Linked DNA regions of Gossypium hirsutum: region 2 is linked to region 1. Evidence: chromatin contacts called from public Hi-C data. All regions are on one chromosome and are shown on one strand. The core of a region is the stretch at or near the end of the contact, and the rest is flanking DNA. Distances in the headings are between cores, read along the strand shown.

The links. Hi-C and Micro-C count contacts between places; a contact is called where the count stands out from the background.
Region 2: a Hi-C map of leaf shows a contact between it and region 1, with 1.7 times the contacts expected there. The contact joins two enhancer-like sites. A contact is called at or near these places in 17 of 34 Hi-C or Micro-C datasets (callus, fibers, hypocotyl and 3 more).

Annotation. Positions count from the first base shown.
Region 1 is chrA11:58,249,880-58,256,287 of Gossypium_hirsutum_v2.1, forward strand. No RefSeq gene overlaps it. Among protein-coding and RNA genes, the nearest start is that of LOC107905644, 9.9 kb to the left of the region's middle. Within about 2 kb of position 4,057, at least 3 of the 9 cell types and tissues checked have an H3K27ac peak or open chromatin away from gene starts, as enhancers often do. A contact at or near this core is called in leaf, where this site is marked.
Region 2 is chrA11:58,492,564-58,498,735 of Gossypium_hirsutum_v2.1, forward strand. No RefSeq gene overlaps it. Among protein-coding and RNA genes, the nearest start is that of LOC107898726, 98 kb to the right of the region's middle. Within about 2 kb of position 1,323, at least 6 of the 9 cell types and tissues checked have an H3K27ac peak or open chromatin away from gene starts, as enhancers often do. A contact at or near this core is called in leaf, where this site is marked.

The DNA.
Region 1 (6,408 bases), core at 2,807-5,306:
AATTCTAGAGTCAAACTGGTATAGGCAAAATTTTTTAGAAAATGGGCTTACACAACCGTGTGGCCCACACGGCTTCACACACGGCCATGTAGCCTATGTAACAGCCCAATTTTGGGCTTAGTCAGAACAATGGTTTCGGGACTACAAATTATTTTTATTATTATTTTGGTGTTATAGTATGATTATATGAGTGTATGAAAATTTTGGTGAACTAATTTTAACGTTTGTGAGTCAAATTGCGAAAAAGGACTAAATCGCATAAAGGGAAAAAGTTGTGATTTGCTAGCCAAAGGTGTTAAATAGCTGGAGGGCCATAATTGGAGGTATTTAAAGTGCAATTAGACCCTTAAAAGAAGCTTGGCCGACCATAGGGACAAGATTTGTCAAGGTTAGGTGGGTGTTGGTGACTTAATTGATAAATAAATAAAATAAAGAGAAAAGATATGATATTTTTTTATCACCTTCTTATCCATCGAAAATAACAAAAAATTAAAGGTTTTGGAAGCTTGAAACTTTCAGTCATTTATTCCTCTCTCAAGTAAGTGATTTAGCTGGTTATTTTTGATGATTTTGGTTCTTTTGGAACTTTTGTAGTATGAGCTACCTATTGAGGGGATAACATGTCATCATTTAATTAATTTTTAAAATATAAAAAATATTTTTAATAATTTTAATGATTTTTAATTTTAAATATAAATTATATATATTTGAATTTTTAAAATTAATTAAATGCTGACATGTCATCCACGTGACAATCCACTTGTATGCTATGTCAACGAAGTTAAAAAAATTAACTTTTTCATCTATTTTTAGGTGATTTGACAAAAAAAAAACACACAAGTTGTTTAAGGGCTAAAAATGATAAAAAAAAATTAAATAGAAGATTAAAATAATTTTTTTTTATAAAGTTGGAGGGTCAAATAAGTCATTATGTCTAAAATTAACTGATACATCTTATGGGTAACAAATTAGATAACTTGGTATCTATATGCTGAGTAAGAAAGAAAGGATGGGCTAATTACATTTTAAGTCCCTCAACAATTTTATGCTATTTTCTTAAACTTTTATTATAATAAAAAAATTAATTATCATTTATTTTCGAATTGCTGATATTTTGCAACATTGTACATATATTTAAATAATTACTTTATTTTTAAAGATTATGTAATTAGAGTTAGTTACTACTATTAATTTATAATGTTGAATTATTTGGTTTGTTTACTATTATATCTACTATCTTTTATATTATTTAATATATCATTATGGAAAATATTGGAATTGAGAAAAATAAAATTCAAGAATTGATTGTTGAGTAGTGCTTGATTACGAAATGATACATATACAACATGCTCATGAATTTATGGATCATATCAACAAATGGCTGAAGAAATTAAAAAATATATATATATATATATAGCTTTGAAAAGATTTTGTATCATTTTTATAACAAAATATAATCATACAAGATTATGTTTTATATACTTTACTTCCTTCTATCTATGAATAGAAAAAAAATCATATCTTATTTATATTATATTCAAATATTTGTTTTACTTTTTATATTATATTCAAATATTTGTTTTACATTTCATCCAATAATATAAATTCTTAATTTTAATGTTTTTTATTTGTAAAATAATATACTTGAATTTATTTCTCATATTATTCATAAAATTTATAAAAATTACTAATCTAGCTTTTTTATATATAGCAAATATGATGACTAAATTGAATTGTACAACCAAAAAAACCGAATAAAAATACGAAATATTCATTTGGTAATGATTTCATTGATGTTTAAATTTTACTAATTACAATCCTAACTTTTCACACGTTACATTTGCATAAAATTTTAGACTAATTTAATCTCACAACTTAACTAAATATTAATTAAATTTAAAAGTATTTAAAAATGACAAATATTATTAAAAGAATTTTTTGTCTTTTATATTTTTATATAATATTTATTAAAAATAAAAATAAATTTACAAATGATAAAACTTAAATCTAAAACACTAAAATCATCAAATCCTTAATTTTATCATATTAACCAAAATTTCATTTATTTTTATGTAAATATTTTAAAAATATACATTAAAAAAATCACCAAAAGCACCATAGTCTTAGTTTTGATTTATTACTTCAGTTTGAGTGGATAGCTATTAATTAAATTTTTTTTTGGGAATGGTAATTTACATATGATATTGATAGGTATTACATAGGGGTAAGCAAAATTTGATTTTACTCAAAAAATAAAAAAATTTGAATTTCGAGTTAATTGAATCGAGTTCTTCGGTTTTTTTTCAAGTCAATTCGAATAAATAATTCGAGTTTTGAGTTTGAGTCGAGTTGAATTTTATAGTTCGAATAACAATATTGGTGTAAAAACCCATTTGGTCCCTATCAATTTTGAAAATAAGCAAATTAGTCTCTCTCACCACAAAAAAAATCAAAATATTTATAAAAAATTATAAAATTTATATTTTTAAAAAAAAATTATAAAAATTAAAAAATTCTAAAAAATTTAAAGAACATATAATAGTAATTTTGGGACCTAAATAAATAAATTAATAATTTAAGTTTATCATACTAAAGTATTTTATTTTTTCCCCCTTATTTTGCTTTGCAAAAGTTTTCAAATTTATATGCTCTAACATGGAAGTAGTTATTCTCTAGCAAAATTTTATTTTGACATGTTTATTTTTTTAATTTCACTCGATTTGGTTCGACACGAGTTTCAAATTAGTTAACTCGATCTAAAAAAATATCAAATCAAGTTAGGATAATAAAATAAGACCTGTTAACTCAATTAACTTGAAATTATTTGATTTGATTCGATTCAATTCAATCAAACGCTCATCCCTACCAGACATTAAAAATTGATTAAAACTTAAGCAGGTTGATTTATATTTCAGTGAATGAATTAAATCCATATTGACTACTTGGAACCTACAATTCCATTTAACCACTATTAAATACTCCTATTTAATTTACAAATATTTACTAACATCCGATGGAAAATCACAAAATATAAATTCCTGATTCGCTTTCATGCATGATTTGAGAGCTCCCCCTTGTATAAATATATTCTAAGAAATAATTATGATTGAAGTGACCCAATCTCAATTTTGATTATATTGCCTTTTGACTTTGCGGTTTGGAATTGTTGACCTTTTTAATTGGCAATACTGTTAATTTGTCTTTCTTTAGCCTCCCCATTGGTAGTGCAAGTAGACTTTGTTGTTGCCTTGAAAATTTTCCCAAATTAGTGCAAGTTTAATCATCACTAACACCACAAAAGATCAGTTGCTTGGTATTCCTGAATCTGCAGATTATAAAATTCAAATATGCCTTCTTTTCAGCCATATAAAGTTGGATAGCTTACAATTTTGTCACTATCTAAAGATTTGCAAACTTTTTATCCCTTTTCACAAAATTTGTCTCTTAACATTTCTACTATTTTCTTTAAAGAAGCCTACATACGTCTACCGCAAGCGAAATTTGTGCTTAAATAATATTTACATTAAGAATTAAATTTAAATAATTTAATTATCAGTCTTGAATAATTTGTGAATTTAATTATTTTAATATACTTTTATTATTATTTTTAGTTAGTATTGAAAAATATTCAATTATAACGGGATTTACTGCAAAAATAAGCTCGATTGAGCAAACTTAAAAAATTTAAAATTTGTCTCACGTTGAGTTGAAATTGAGCTCTAACTTTTTAATATTTAAATTTTGCTTTAAAATTATTCATCTAAGGCTTTTTATGTTATTGATTTAGTGATAAATTTGCGTTATTTGACATTAAATCTAAGATTTGATACATGTATTTCATATATTCATATTATAATTACTAAAAGAACCATTATGAATTAGTAAAAATAATTAGTGAAAAATGAGGTTAGAGGCAGGAAGAAGGCAGGAAACACCCATGAGATTAAGACTTCTGTACACAAATATAAGAGTGGGATAAGGATAAATAAGAAAAATGGGTGCCCCACCTATTCCTAATCAACACCGACAGAAGGAAGTCATAATGTGTTTTGTTTTATTTTATCAGTAGAATTGTGGTCCCATCACCCTTTCTTTTCTCTGGGTTTCCACTTTGGCTGTATCCTGTTGCTCTTTATCTGAAATTTCAATCTCCTATTTCTTCATTAATTTCATGTTTGGTCTTCTGCATTGCATTTGAATTTCATTTTCTGAGATTTTTTAAAAGCAAGGATTGAAAATTTTGATGCATCTTCTTCACTGAACATTGCTGTATCCTTGGGGGGTTCACTAATTAATATTTTTTTAGAAAAGAAAGTTGGGGTTGTTTAGTGAGGTTAATTTTAATTATTAAAATCAATTAGTGGAAGAGGAAATCAAGCTACCGGCTGGTGAATTCTGTAGTAATCATTGACTGTTTTCTTTAAAACAAATTAATTGCTTGGGAATATTCTTGTATTGTTATCATTAAAAGTCACCCTTCTTTTTACTGTCATCAATTTGTGACATTTAATCAAATCAATCATGTCCTCATCATATACCAATAGTGAAACTGTTGAAATGATGAAGGGATATATATATATATATAAAAAAATATTAAATATATATTGTATTGTGTCATGCAATTAAGTGATTCTTCTTTTTCTTCAAATCTTGAAAGTATCGATAGATACTATCAAAGAGCAAATGTTATGAATCAATTAATTGAAATTGAGTTTATTTTTCAAAAAAATCATCGGAAAAAGTGATTCATTTGTTGTCATTTATACTTAATTAAATTCACTTTACTTATCAATTCAGTTATAATTTATTAAAAATAATGTACTTTTATAATATAACGAGTGTATATTTTTCATATTTTAATAAAATATTTTAATTTTTAAAATTTAAACTTAATCATTTATAAAATAAAATTTTATTTAGTTTTTTTTATCCACATCACAAATGTACCATGATTTAGTGTATATATATAATATGATAAAACACGAGTGAAATCTTTAAACTCCATATCTCATTTGAATACAAATATTAAAAAATATAAGACATGCAAATAATTTATTTCCTTTTAAACAATCTCATTATAATTTCTAATCATATCTATTTTTTTTGACACAATACCTAAAATTATATAACTCCTCTTCAACTCATAGATAAGAGAATAATGCGCTTCAGCGCATTTAAACTCATATACTTCTATATTGATAATAATACTCATACTAAATAAACTAAAACTCAATCGACAACACGCAAATAACGTTTCCAACTAAGTTTAAAAAGTAAATGCAAATGTATAGTTTTATATCATTTGAAGATATAATCATATTGATATTAAATAATTTAGTAACAACAAATTTAATAAAAATCTATGGTTGATGCTTGGAAGAATAATAAATAAAATGTTGCAGATTGGATCTTGTATATCTGCAGATCCAGGGGGTCCTGCCCATCTCAAAATTCAACCAAAATCTCAAAAAGTACGTAACTCCAATGATTTATCAACAAGCATCCAACTAGACACCCTTTAAAATTTTTGTGTTCCCTTTGGCTGGAGGTACATGCAATAATCTCAGTTTTTATTGATGTGGGTCAAAAAATACCAAAAATAATTAAACTACATTTAACGCTTAGTAGACTTTACAATTATCATACACACAACATGAATAGTATAATTAAAATAAACGATACAAAAAAACAAGAATATTGCGAAATCTTAAAATCTATACTTTATGAGTTATTTGTTAACATGTCCAATTTAATTTAAATATAACATTATTATACATGAATATAAATTATCGGACTCTTAATTTTTTCGTTTCTTACAATTAGTTTCTAATGTCACATACATTATATATGATAATGTTTAATTTGTTTCTTTTAATATTGTACTTTTAATTGCAATAATTAGCGTAAAATGATATTTTATTTAAATTATTGAATATAATTAAACTATATTAACTTATCCTTTCAGATATTATAATAATTAAACTATTTTTAACATATTCAACATACAATTTAGTTTTACTTGATGTAATGATTGCAAAGTAATATTAATCAAAATAACAACTAATTCTAATATTAATTAACTGATAATTAATGTGCTTAAAATCCTATTTAAATAATAAATCTATTCTACAAAAATAAAAATAACACAATTTTTGTTTATGTCAAAATATTTTTAATTAATAATCATAAATTATAATTATCACAACCTTTTTCCCCTATCTTTTATGTTTACAATTTTATTATAATAAAAACTCTATTTTAAAATTAGCACAACTTTTTTAATTAATAATTTTACTTTAAATTTTAATTATTTTTAAATGTATAATTATCACAAAATCTATTAAATTTTAATCATTTTTAAATGTATAATTATAACAACTTCTATTCTATTTTATTTTTAACTAATAA
Region 2 (6,172 bases), core at 73-2,572, 240 kb after region 1:
AGTATTTGTCAATTTAAATAAATAATATACTTGAAATGAACATTTTATATATATAAAAAACAAAGGTATTTGTATATAAAAATATTTAAAATAAATAAAATATACAATTTAAAATAGGGTTCTTAGAAGAAATATATATACACAAAATAATATAAAATCAATAATATATACAAAAAAACATAATGTACAACACTTCAAAAATGATGATATAAGAAATATTTACATATATATAAGTGTAAAAAAATAACAAAACAATATAGATGATATACCAAACAATATATATATATATGTGAATAAATAATATATATATATATATGTGTGAATAAATAATATATACATAAAAGAAATTAAACAGAAAAATAGTTGAAATGAATAGTATATAGAAAGATTTAAAATAAATAATAATAAAACAGAAAAGTAATAAACAAAGAAATCAAAACAGGGACAAATTTGAGATTAAAATAGAATCTGAGATCTAAAAACTAAACATCACATTAACAAGAGGATCCGAATTGAATGCACGTGAGAAAGAGAGGGACTAACTGGAAATTATCCCCAAGCCCTCAAAAACGTTGCACCTAGGTGCAGGCTAAATTGCAACAACACAGAAATTTCAGGGATTATTTTTAAAAAAACAAATAATATGCAAATAGAGCCAGTCGAAAGCTAGTGCGAAAGTGGGGGACCAATTGCGCAAATCCCCCATTCATGGCCAAAACACATGGTCAAGCTCTTCCCCCCCCCCAAAACACTGTTTCATTTTTCACTTGAAACTAAACCTGCTTAAAAACCCTTTGTTTTTTGCTTTTAAAGAAAACTTTTGTTCTTTCTTTTAAAAGAAAACCCTTAATGCCTTGGAGTATCTCTCAACTCCTTCACCTTCCTCCCTTCTATAATAGCCCAAAATCCGACGACGAACGAAGCCCTCCCCACAGAGTGAGTACGACGGTGAGTCTCCCTCTTTTATATTGTTTACACACAGTAGATAAAAATCAAAGAAAAATAGAAATAAAATTGAAAGAAAAACGAGACCTTAAATCACCTTTGAAGTATATTTTGATTGCTTTCTATTGATTTTGTATGTATTTCGTGTACAATTTCCCTAAAAAAAACAAGAAAAAAAAAGATACCAACAAAATTTGAAGGCTTCATAGCCAAATAAAAATGGTTTCTTGCTGTTTTTTTGTTCAAATTGCAGGTGGAGAGGGGTAATGTGGGGAGTGGGTACGAACATGGAGCGGAGCACACGGGGGTCTTGCATGGAGGTGCTGGTGTTGCGTGTGTGGAAGCTGTCACGATGGCAGTATTGGCGCAAAGGACCCTTCCCCTAGGGTTTCCTGAAAACTGTTAAAGAGATGGGCTACCGGGCCTGCTTTGATTTTGGGTTAGGGGTCTATTTTATTGGGCTTGTTTAATGAAATTGGGCCGGTTTTATTTTGGGTTTATTTGTAAATGGACTCAATTGATGATCTATTTTAATTTTGGTTTTTTGTATGTGTAGCCCGGGTTAAAATTGGGTCTTATAGTCATGTTGGAATACTATTTCTTTTGAATCGATTGTTTATATGTTTAAATCAACTGTTACATAGCACTTCTAATTTTAACTTGGCCCCAAGATTAATATCTTGGCTCCGCCATTGCTCAAAGGTAATGAAGTTAACTTTTTAGAGTTTAATTCGGGTTTTAGAGTTGATTTCATGAAAGTTAATTGCTAATATTATTAATTTTGATTTTTTTATAACTTTGTTAATAGAATAAATTTAGTACTAATCGGGAATATGTTTAATTTTCCGTTTACTTTCTCAAATACAGTCCAATAGATGTGATTTAATTTCAGTTTTGGGTTTGATTTGATGAAAGTTAGTTATTAATATTATTAGCTAATTATGGATATTCATCAAATCAACTCTAAAATCGAAATTAAACACTAAAAAACTTACATTATTATTATCCAGTACCAAAATGTATAAATTTTGTTAAATACGTGTACCTCATTGAACCAAAAAATAACATAGGTACTACATTAGAAAAGAGTGTCAAACTCATGTACCGATTTATGCATTAAAGCCTTTTAGATTCCAGTTTTCTCAGACAATAAGCGATGTATGTATTTGAAAGGTCCCTCTATTATAGAGATATTAACAAATTAGTCTCTTTATTATTAAATAGATCTATTTATCCTCTATACGATTAAAAAGAATAAAATAAGGGCAAAATTGAAATAGAGTTAACATTTATTCTTTAAAAATATCATTTAATGTTTAATTGAATTAATATTTTTAAAGTTTTTATGGTTTTATAAATGAAATCTTTTGTTATTGAACTACAATTGAAACAAAATAATTTTCAAGACATTTTTATGCAAAAAATGTTAACTCTGTTACAATATGAACTTGTTTTTATTCTTTTTATTAGTGTAGGGACTAATTGATCTATTTATTAATAAAGATACTAATTTAGTTTAGTCACTATAATACATAAACCTCCTTAGTGCTTTAACTAATACTAAACACACCAAAAAGGGGGAGGGAGAGAGAGATGACGAAATTTGTGAGAGAAGAGGCATTTTTTTTTCATATATACAAGTTAGAAATTTATTTAACAATGTAGCAGTGTTTCTCATCTATTTAGCCAACCAGCTGAAGTTGGCACATTGAGGGACCGATTTCAATAAAATTTGTGACATGCAGGTGTGGACTTTGAAGTCAGTCCTCTCAAGGTGTCAACTTCTTTTTTTCATTTTAGTTACTTTAACTGGATCAAATATAACTTGCACAGAGAAAGTGGAAAAAAATATATCAAATAAAACGCTTTGGTATGCAAAGAATCTTTGCACACTTGCAGCAATGGCATGCCAAAAATAAAGCTTGCACATTTCTCTTTGCAATTCAAAAATCAGATCACTTGAAAGCTATTTGGAAACATCAAATGGATTAAATGAAATATTAATTAAAAATTTTACAAACTTATACATTGATAGTTTCATATGTCAATCAATTTACTCCCCAACACGCAAAACCTTTGAATTAAAAGGAAAAAATGTTCCCATTCTCCCAACTATAATATTCAACCTCCTCAAATCATTGAGTAAGTTTATCTTTTAGTATTTGTAAAATTTTAGATTATTATTAGTTTAAATATTATTATATTGTTTATAACACCTCAAACTCGGTTTAGACGTTATAACTAGATCTGAAGAAGTTATCATGATTCACTTCTGAAAATCCCAGAATCCAATTGGCTTGAAACATTAGCGTAAGCTTTTGATACAAAACTATTCCAGTTTATTTTAAAAGAAAATAACTCTCTCACTCAGTTTGTTATTTCTGTAGAATTCATTTTATATTTATAAAGCACTTATGATTACAGTGGTACTCTTAGCTAAATTCGGTTTGGAAATCGCTGTTTGAATTTTGAAAATCCAACGTTTTGTTGATAGTATAATTAAAAGTTTAAAATGAGTAAAATGTTTAAAATGGATGATTTAAAGTCCAAAACAAAACAATTTGAATGTCTGAAACAATCCACCAACCCCAAAATAGTGTAAACCAAATTAAACTAGCATAATTAACAAAAAAATTAACCGAGCTCCCATCGCACTGACCCATCCTAGGTTTGGGGGTTACCTGAAAGTAAACAAACAGAGGTGAGCTTTCGAGCTCAGTGTGTAATGTATAAAAATGAAATCAATAGTTTCGATTTCAGACATGCTTTTAGATTTCAATCAGACATATTTCATATAGGGAAATAGAATCAGAATATAGCAAATGCAAATTTGCAGTCCTACCCCCATCCACTACACATCGTCTTCGACCATCCCTACACACCATATGGATATTAAATACCCATCCAGCCCTATACATTGCTAAGTGACTGTATGTCACTTTTTAGAATATATGTAGCCTAGCTGCCTGATCATTAGGCATTATACCGCCAAATACAGATATAATGTGGCTGAGCCACTAGATATGATAGATAGATTAAACTACCTATACTTCCTCCATAAACATAATTTTCACCCCCAATGCTCATGCAGAACTAGCAGATGTAAAAAATGTATATGACATAAATGCTTAATAACAGATTCAGATAATGTTTAATGAATAATAGCTCATACTTATCATAATATAGATCACACTTAACATATAACATATTAACCATGTGTACATAAGTCATATTTAATGCAAACAAAACATCAGAAATCGTGATTTACAACCGAATTTGTACCATAAAAACCCTATGGGAGGCCCACTTTTGACTCGTACAATGAACATGTGATCGTTGTTTAACGTCACAGTAATAATGTGCAAGCATATACTGTTGATGCAAGTATAGTAGACAGATATGAGTCTGTTGGATATCGATCCCATGAGGATGGTTGTCTTTTGTTTATTAATGTCAGTGTAATAAATAGATAAAATGAGATAAATTGTGAGAGTAGTTGTCGAAGCAATAACTTGAAAATAATAAGATAAAATATGATAGTGAGAAGCTGGGATCCCCAACGTGAATATTCACCAGAATGCTAAATGCTCACAAAGTAAAAAAGATAGGTGATTATCGATGCATTAAACTGCAATTAATATCTTACTAAGCTTAACTTCTATATTTAATCTAAGAATTAAACATGCACATTAGACACACCTTCCGATGATGACAATGGAACACTATTAAGAACACGTGGATTAAATTCCTCTAATCCTCAAGCAGCTTCCATTGTCATGCTTGTTAGCTTGAACTGTCACTGCACCTTCTAGTGTCAGTGACCACAATAACACTTCCATGCTAAAAACATTCAAACCGAAAGATTAATCCGTAGAAGCAAGATTGAATAAAAGAACATTTAACCCAGAAATCAAGTGTACTTTCATACTAACATGAAATAAAAAGTAATCACCAGCGTTTAGAAAAGAAAAATAAAAGAAACAAGTGGAGAATACTATTCCTAGACAACTCAACTTGCATCTGTCTATTCCTCCTTGTGTCGCACTCAAGGCTCATCGTCAAGAGCTGGTCTACATCCTTTTCATGTTGGTTCACCCATCGGAGCTTAAGCCGCCATAGCCGAAAGCTGCAGGAGATAAGTTGAATAAGATGATCCAGAAAGCTCTCTTTTTTTTTCTCTTTTCGTGAATATTGATCTATTTTTCCCAAAATAGCCTAGGTGTCTTTTTATCAAATCATGTTGCCTTTGTACGTACAAGTTAGTTGTACTAGACTGGACAGCTCATGATTTTTTTCCTATCCAGACAGCATTCAGTTGTGGAGACAATTCTAGGCACAATCTGAAATTACTCATGCAGTGACATCAGTACCAAAATATAACAAAATTAAGGAGAAATAGGCTGAGATCCACTGAGTCATAAAATTTAATTTATTGAACTGAAAATGCTAAAATATGTGCTAAAGATAACTAAATAGGTACAAATTAACCAATAAGTAGGGCGAAAACATATGTTTTTTCTAGTACTACCAACATGACCCTAGGAAAAAAAATTAGAATTTGGGACCACATGCCCGTATGGCCCACACTGCCTGACACACAATCTCACACACCCTCGTGTGGCCCACACGGTACAATTGGCCTGGACAGTGTAGCTCACATGTTCTGGCACACGGCCTTGTGTCACACACGACCTGGCACACAGTCGTATGATTTTGACAGTATGGTTTTTTTACTTTCATCTGTTCACAATTTTTCGGGTTTTTGTTACACACCTGGATGTTTTCTGACATGGGTTCCAAAAACGAGTATACCAACACCTAAAAACGTTATACACTTAACGAATTAGCCAACAATAACAGGTTAATTTAGGAGGATATAGTCATTGATTTTCCTAAAATACCAATCCAATCCACAAACGATTAACCTAAACAGCCGCAATAGTTCCAAATTGGTATAAATCCCTTAACTTTGGATGAACAACACCTCCACAAATCCTAAGTTACCGGTGGATTATTATTATTTTTTTAGTTTCCTCTAAACCAAACTCAACAATTAACAATGATAAAATGCCTCAACACACCTCAACAAAGCTATAACCAATGAAAGAAATTTTCTATAACGAAGAAGAGAAAAACAATAATTACACATGAATCAATTTGGAATATATTCAATCAGTACCTATTATTGAACTTGGTTGGCAGAACACAGAGAATTTGGTACAACAAA